Linked DNA regions of Bos taurus: region 1 is linked to region 2. A link is a contact called in public Hi-C data. All regions are on one chromosome and are shown on one strand. Each heading gives the region's core, a stretch centred on a gene start, on an enhancer-like site or on the middle of the called end of the contact. The rest is flanking DNA. Distances are from core to core; before and after follow the strand shown. Region 1 has its middle 240 kb from the start of SLC25A13. Region 2 overlaps DYNC1I1 (dynein cytoplasmic 1 intermediate chain 1).

The links. Hi-C and Micro-C count contacts between places; a contact is called where the count stands out from the background.
Region 1: a contact with region 2 is called in a Hi-C map of liver, with 4 times the contacts expected there. The contact joins two enhancer-like sites. A contact is called at or near these places in 2 of 11 Hi-C or Micro-C datasets (liver and skeletal muscle).

Annotation. Positions count from the first base shown.
Region 1 is chr4:13,454,529-13,458,095 of ARS-UCD2.0, reverse strand. No RefSeq gene overlaps it. Among named protein-coding and RNA genes, the nearest start is that of SLC25A13, 240 kb to the left of the region's middle. Within about 2 kb of position 1,910, at least 1 of the 102 cell types and tissues checked has an H3K27ac peak or open chromatin away from gene starts, as enhancers often do. A contact at or near this core is called in liver, where this site is marked.
Region 2 is chr4:13,415,123-13,418,526 of ARS-UCD2.0, reverse strand. DYNC1I1 (dynein cytoplasmic 1 intermediate chain 1) reads right to left here. Exons shown (of 16, transcript NM_001046516.1): 14 at 1,307-1,447. Among named protein-coding and RNA genes, the nearest start is that of TRNAG-UCC, 220 kb to the right of the region's middle. Within about 2 kb of position 1,891, at least 34 of the 102 cell types and tissues checked have an H3K27ac peak or open chromatin away from gene starts, as enhancers often do. A contact at or near this core is called in liver, where this site is marked.

The DNA of each region.
Region 1 (3,567 bases), core at 661-3,160, 40 kb before region 2:
GAAGCATTTGCCCCACGGGTTTAAAATTGGAAGGTAATGTGGAAAAAGCAGAGATAAATTTACAAACTGTTACAGTGCAACGTGATATGACGTGAACTGAACTGGACCATCTTAAAAATCTCTACTGTAATTGGAAAATGCCGTTCTTCAACAAAAGTTGGAAATAATGGAAAAGCAACTTAAAAGTAAGTATCTATGGGTACTTGGCCTCAAAGTGTGTCTGGAGGGAATGGAGACAGTTTACAGAATGTGGGATTTGTTGGAATTACTTTTGGACATAAAATCTCCATCACCCCTAATGGTGGAAAGTCTTGCTCTATTCCCAACAAGTTACCTGCTGTCCCTAAACTTAAAGGAGGAGATCTACCACTGCATTTTGCTACCCCCTCTCCCATTCTTATATCAATGAAAGCAAATTACTGACTAACCCACACCAAAAATTTGTGGAATTTTCTTCCTGGGCAAAAGGTGTGTGTGTGTGTGTGTGTGTGTGTGTGTGTGTAAACACAAACATATATGTATCTATATAAATACATATATGTTTGAGTATATATGTATTTGTGTATTAAAATGTCATGTTCCTTTTTCAGAGGAGTGATCTCAAAATGTGAATTTTTGTTTTGAAGCAGAATTTCCAATGTAAGTTCTAAGTATGGAATATGCTTAATTAATTTGAAAATTTATGAAGAGTTAGCTACTCCGTGTAAGAGGTTGCTTTCTCTGACGACCTCTTCATTAGGGCCAGCTCCAGTGTTATGAAAGGTTTACACTCTGTTAGAGCAACATCACATCAGAAAAAGGAAAAACTGGGGAGGACGGAAATTGAAACAGGTCTTTTTCCTTCTAAAGACAGAAGTGAAGTGATTGCTGATTCTGAATCTTATTACAGTGAAAGCAGAGACTTCTCCACACTTTTAATCTCAGCCTTTGTCCAGTCTCATTATGAAATGTGTATTTCCCCTTCTGAACTGAAGAAGCAGTTCACACTTGACCTGGAACTTCAAGTTACCTGTGACCGCTACTTATTAAGTAAGTGATTTCTTTCTTTTTAAAAACAGTTTGCCTGTCTGAAAGTAAAAGAGAAAAGCCATTATTTCTGGCTCTTTTGAGGACTTGAAATTATTGTGACATTTCTTCCTCTTCCTCCGTTTAGAAAGTGTCTTGATTGGCTTAATAACTTACCATTCTAACCATACATATCTAAGTTATTGCAAATTATTAAGGCATTTGAAATGAGTTGGTTATAAAGGATAACTACTATCTCTATTAAAGTTATGACATGCAGATTCGTGAAGCATTCCATATTTTGGGGGCTTCCCTGATAGCTCAGTTGGTAAAGAATCTGCCTGCAATGCAGGAGACCCCAGTTTGATTCCTTGGTCGGGAAGGTCTGCTGAAGAAGAGATAGGCTACCCACTCTGGTATTCTTGGGCTTCCCTTGTGGCTCAGCTGGTAAAGAATCCACTTGTAATGCGGGAAACCTAGTTTCAATCCCTGGGTTGTAAAGATCCCCTGGAGAAGGGAACAGCTACCCACTGCAGTATTCTGGCCTGGAGAATTCCATGGACTTGTATAGCCCATGCGGTTGCAAAGAGTTGGACACGACTGAGTGACTTTCACTTTCAAAGATAAATTACAAAATAATTATCATTGGAGCCCTGAAGTAATTAATAAATGCTTTAATTTCTATAGACAGTAAACTCTAATTTACTTTTTTTCTACCTTAAAAATTATACTTTTGGGGGAGTTTTACTTCTGGCCATGACAGACTAGGAGAGAAAACTAGAAAACTGGGCAAAACACATTATATGGCAGTTTTAAGACATTGGATATGAGGCAGAATAGATCTGTGACCTGTGAGGGAAAGGAGACAAAAAGGTGAGACCTACTGTTGCACCAGCTTTCCGCCTGGAGGCAGTCTCCAGCCACTGTGCAGGGAAGAACCCAGACAGGGCCCAACCTTCTCCCCAGGTGAAAAGATGTAGGTCAGAAATCAGAGAAGCCAGGACAGCTAGAATTTTAAGACACACAGAACAGCCAAACAGGAGTGAGCTGATCTGAGAGACAGCTCTGGAGTTTTACAGAGCGTTCCCCAATCTTTGAGTGCTGGGAGGAAACTACCAGGCTTGGAAAAGAACCACTGGAAAGGAAGAAGCAGAAAAATTCTGGAGCTCACAGAGGAGAAAGAGTTTGTTTTCCCACCAATTGGAGTAGAATTTTCCTCCATAATATATAGAACATCAGGTAGAATCCTTAGAAAAAGTGTCTTAATAGTGCAAAATAAGAACTATGATAAAGGCTGCTCTGCCCTTAACAAAACTCAAAAGCAGACTTCACAAAGATCTGATTCCAAGTAATTTAACTCCTTGTCAGAACACAATTTGATACTATTTCAAACAATATTAAAAAAAGCCCCACAACTCACAATAAGAAATCTAATAAAAAAACTGTCACCCATAACAGTAAGGAAAATATCAATGTAAGCCATAAAAAATGAAAAATCAACCAACAGTAATAGACCTAGGAATGACAAATGTTAGAAGCAGCAGCAAGGCCAGTAAGACAGCTACTATAGGTAATACATAAAGTTAAGGTCGGGGTAAACACAGACATTATATGGAGAGAAATGGAAGATACGAAAGGTAGAACAAAAATTACAATATGTCCAATGGAAAATTAATGGAATGTCTGACTATGTTAAGACATTATATAAGTGAAGATCAGTGAGCTTGAAGGCACAGTAAAAAGCGTTCCAGAAAAAAATATTTAAAGAAATAGTATTCAAATATTTCCAAGCTTAAGATTATATACTCACAAATCCATGTGGCTCATTGTACCCCAAGCAAAACATATGTAAAGAAAGAAAACTACAGAGCTATATATCATAATGAAAATGATGAAAACTAATGAATGATAAAAAGAAAAATCTTAAAAGCAGCCACAGGAAAAGTTCCTATAACCTATAAGGAAAGATGATAATAAGAGAACAAACATTTCTACTTGGAAACAATTTAAGGCAGACAACAATAGAGTAACATCTTTAAGGTATTGAAAATATAAAGCTAACCAAGAAATCTATACCCAGTGAAATCTTTTAAAAACAAAGGCAAAATAAGACAGACAAAAACAAAGAGAATTCAGAGTATTGTTGTAATTGCACTGAAGGAGATAGTCCATGGAATTCTTCAGGCTGGAATACTGGAGTGGGTAGCCTATCCTTTCTCCAGTGGATCTTTCTGAGCCAAGGATTGAACCCAGGTCTCCCACATTGCAGGTGGATTCTTTACTAGCTGAGCTATCAGGGAAGCCCAAGAATACTGGAGTGGGTAGCCTATCCCTCCTCCAGGGCATCTTCCCAACCCAGAGATGGAACCCAGGTCTCCTGCATTGCAAGCAGATTCTTTACCATCTGAGCCACCAGGGAAGCCCATTAAAGATGTTCATGATAGGTCATCAGGCAGAACACAACTGATACCAGATGGAAATTTTGTATCTAGACAAATTAATGAGTTTTTTCAGAACTGAAAATAAATGAATAATTACATTAAAAAAAATTCCTTAAAAGAT
Region 2 (3,404 bases), core at 642-3,141:
ATGAAAGGCAATAATGTTACAAACGTTTCAGTGTCTGAAATGATGGGCCCTGCAGTACTGCTTCCCTTCATTTCCAAAGAGGCTTCATTACATAACTCTTGTCCTTGTCATGTAGTTCTGGTAGCCAAAAGGAAAAATCAAAAACAGAGTTCAATGGGAAGATTTGTAAAAGCCAACTATTTGGCAGTGGTTTTCGGTGAATATAATCTTGTATGATACAATGACTCAGTAATAACACCTGAAGGATATTTCCCTGCCCCTCCCCAAAAAATATCAGGGCAGCCGCTTCTCCTCACATCCCCCAGCTGTAGGCTTCCTAATTAAAAAGGCTGAGCTGTTTCCTGTTCACAACACTTCAAAAGACCTCTCCCTTGTTCTCCACTTGACACGCAGTTTTCAGCACTTGTTCTTCTTACCTGTCCACTCATTGATGGAGAGCTACCCTGAATCACGGACCAGCTGATGACCAGACCATTTTACTGTATTAAACTGAAGGACCTTTAATATTCAGGTTTCTTTTTAAACTCCACCCCAAACTCTAGTACCTGAAAATCAGCACCTCAATAATTTTGAGTGGAAAAAAGGAATAAGACATGTGACATAATTTTACAAAAATGAATATATACAGCATGATTTTTAAAAACACTGTTTCCCTGTTGTTAATTGCCTTTTGAAAAATATTTCACTTGTGAAGTACTCCAAATGTGACATGTTAAAATATTTTTAAAAATTACTGAATTTAATATACATGTTCATAGATAGAAACTATTATAAAAGTGGTGAGTTCAGCCTCTTAGACAAGGATTATTTACCTTCTAAAAATTAAATGGACACTAGATCTAAACATCAACAGTCCAGAGAATCATCTTTTACGGATTTAAAACAAATCGTGCAAACAGCAAACACTGGCAAATAGCCCTTTTAAAAAGCCCAATCTCAAGTCAGAGTCCACAAAAGCTTACTTTTCCAAGTGTTTGCCCATAGAGTTATTTCAACACCACTCTCAAATATGCCCCAGTGTCCTTTCCCGCAGTGAAAGGCGTGAACATGTATGGTTTTGCTCTTTGCAAAGAAGGGTCGTCAATTGTCCAGGATTCTGCCACGGTTTTAGGGATGAAGTGAGATTAAATGATTTGGGGCCAAATGCATCTGCCAATTCCCTGCAGAGCAGCGGAGAATGGGGGGTCGGCAGCACAGCTGCAATTAGAGGGTCTGTCCAAAAAAGGCCGTTTCAGAGAGGGGGGGAGACGGAAAGAAGCCGCCGGCGCCCCCCTCCCAGCCCGCCGGGTCCGGCGCCTGCGCTCACCTCGGTGTCATTGTTGAGGTTCCAGAGGTCCAAGCGCCCCATCCCGTCCACGCAGGCAAAGAGCGCGGGGTGCACGGGCGACCACATGACATCGTACACATAGTCTGCATTGTCTTCAAAGGAGTAGAGCGGCTTGTTGTGCTGTAAAGCAGAGAGACCGTGAAGACTTTGTGGCGCTGCCGCTGCCTCGGGCTGTCTAGCGAGCCTAATTAAAAACTTTGCACATTCACAAAGTGTCATAAAACTTCCCGAGATGAAAGTCCTCGGGAAGGTGAACCGCAGCTTTAAAGTTACTAGAACTGTCCACTGGCATACATAAATACCGGGGGTGGGGGCGGGGAGGGACTCTTAAGGGGCTCGGGGCTGGGACGGGCGGGGAGGCGGCTTCAGACACAGTCGTGGGAGACATTCCACACAGGTGAACGGGCGGCCCGGGAACTCGGGGTGCTCGCCGGGCTACGCGATGCGAGATGTTGGGGGCCGAACCCAGGCGTGCTCTGCTCGCCGGGGTCAGACCCGCGGGGGAAGGCTCTGGAAGCCCGGGCAATCGCGGGGACCCAGAACCCTTAGCACGGAAGGCAACGCCTGCCACCTAGCGGCCGTTTTCCGTGGCTGCAGCTCTGCTTCCAATCCGACTCCGGGGCCAGATTTATACTTTAATGGTTCCTTTGCGCGGGAATGGGGTCACGTATTTTAAAGGGATCTGTAGCTCTTCGGGCACGTGAAACATCTTGCGGTTCTGAGATTCTGGTCTCTCTATCTAGGATCAGTTCACCCAAATCAGGTGGATTGGTGAGGCTCAATGCACTGTCCCTCAACCTCCGTGGAAGGCGAATCACATTTTCTAGCTCACCCAATATTTCTAAGAGCCCTGAAAATCGGTGTTTTGGGGGGAAATGCATTAACACACCCCTACTGCATACAAATGCTTTCCCTCTGGAGGGATACAATAAACTAAAATGGCACTCCTGATTTCCAGCGAATATTGTCACATCAAAATAGCACAGAAGTCAGAGGCAAGTATGAAAGTACACCAGAAATAAAACGTAATTGGACTTCATGAATTATTCATTCCATCTGGCTTGTCTTATTCTAATTTCTGCATAATGGCTTTACTAATCCCTGATCAATTAATGTAAAATGAAATTTAAATGATAATGAAAGCCCTAGAGATAAAAGAAATTAAGTATTCTTATATCCTCTGACAGAAATCTAAACAATGGGAGTTTTTTTTCCCCAATGTCTTCATCCAGTCAGCTGTCTGTACCCTCTTCATGGGCTCAGTCGAATGCCTGTACAGGCCAGAGTAGTAAGACCAAAAAATGATAACACACAATATGAACAAGCAAATCCTTTCTGCAGAAAATGTTCAAAGAACCTATCTGTGGGGAATCAGCACCAAATATCTGAGCAAATTCCCAAGATATACTGTGAGGGAAAAGAAAAAGCCCAAAATCCATGTGCTCATGGACTCCATGAACTCAAAGTGGGAAAAATCAGTGAGAGGACAATAAAACTCCCATAGCCTGAACCTAATGCAAAAATTTAAGGTAGTGACTAAGTGATTTCTCCTTCCATGAATTATCTTGCTTTGGCATTGCTGAGACATGAATACAGCTGTAAGACTATTAAAGCAACAGAAGATTTTAGGTGAGACATTGCGTGTAGGGTGGGTGGTGTGTGTGGTCTTATTTTTAATTTAAGAAGTACCTAAAAAAACATGTAACACTGTGACCACAAAAAGAATTAAATGGACATTACTTTTATAGTTTTGTATTTTACTCCTCTACATTATAACTCTTATGCCAATATAGCTATTCTATCCCATATTTGCACTCTAATTTGGACCTAAGATTACTCACCTATTTGCTATTGATGTAGCTTTTTCCCATCCTCTCTCACTGCTTGGACTAGATGATTCAAACTTACTTCTTCAGAGAATCTGAATATCCAGTGATACCGTAAAATAATATGATAACATCATCTTTTTTTTTATTAATATATAAAAAAAAGGCAGGGTAGATAAAGTAGGTAGTCCTTCATTGATCGCTTCTGAGTATTAAATTCTCTTAGTAGAAGATTATTCCTGTCCCAAATT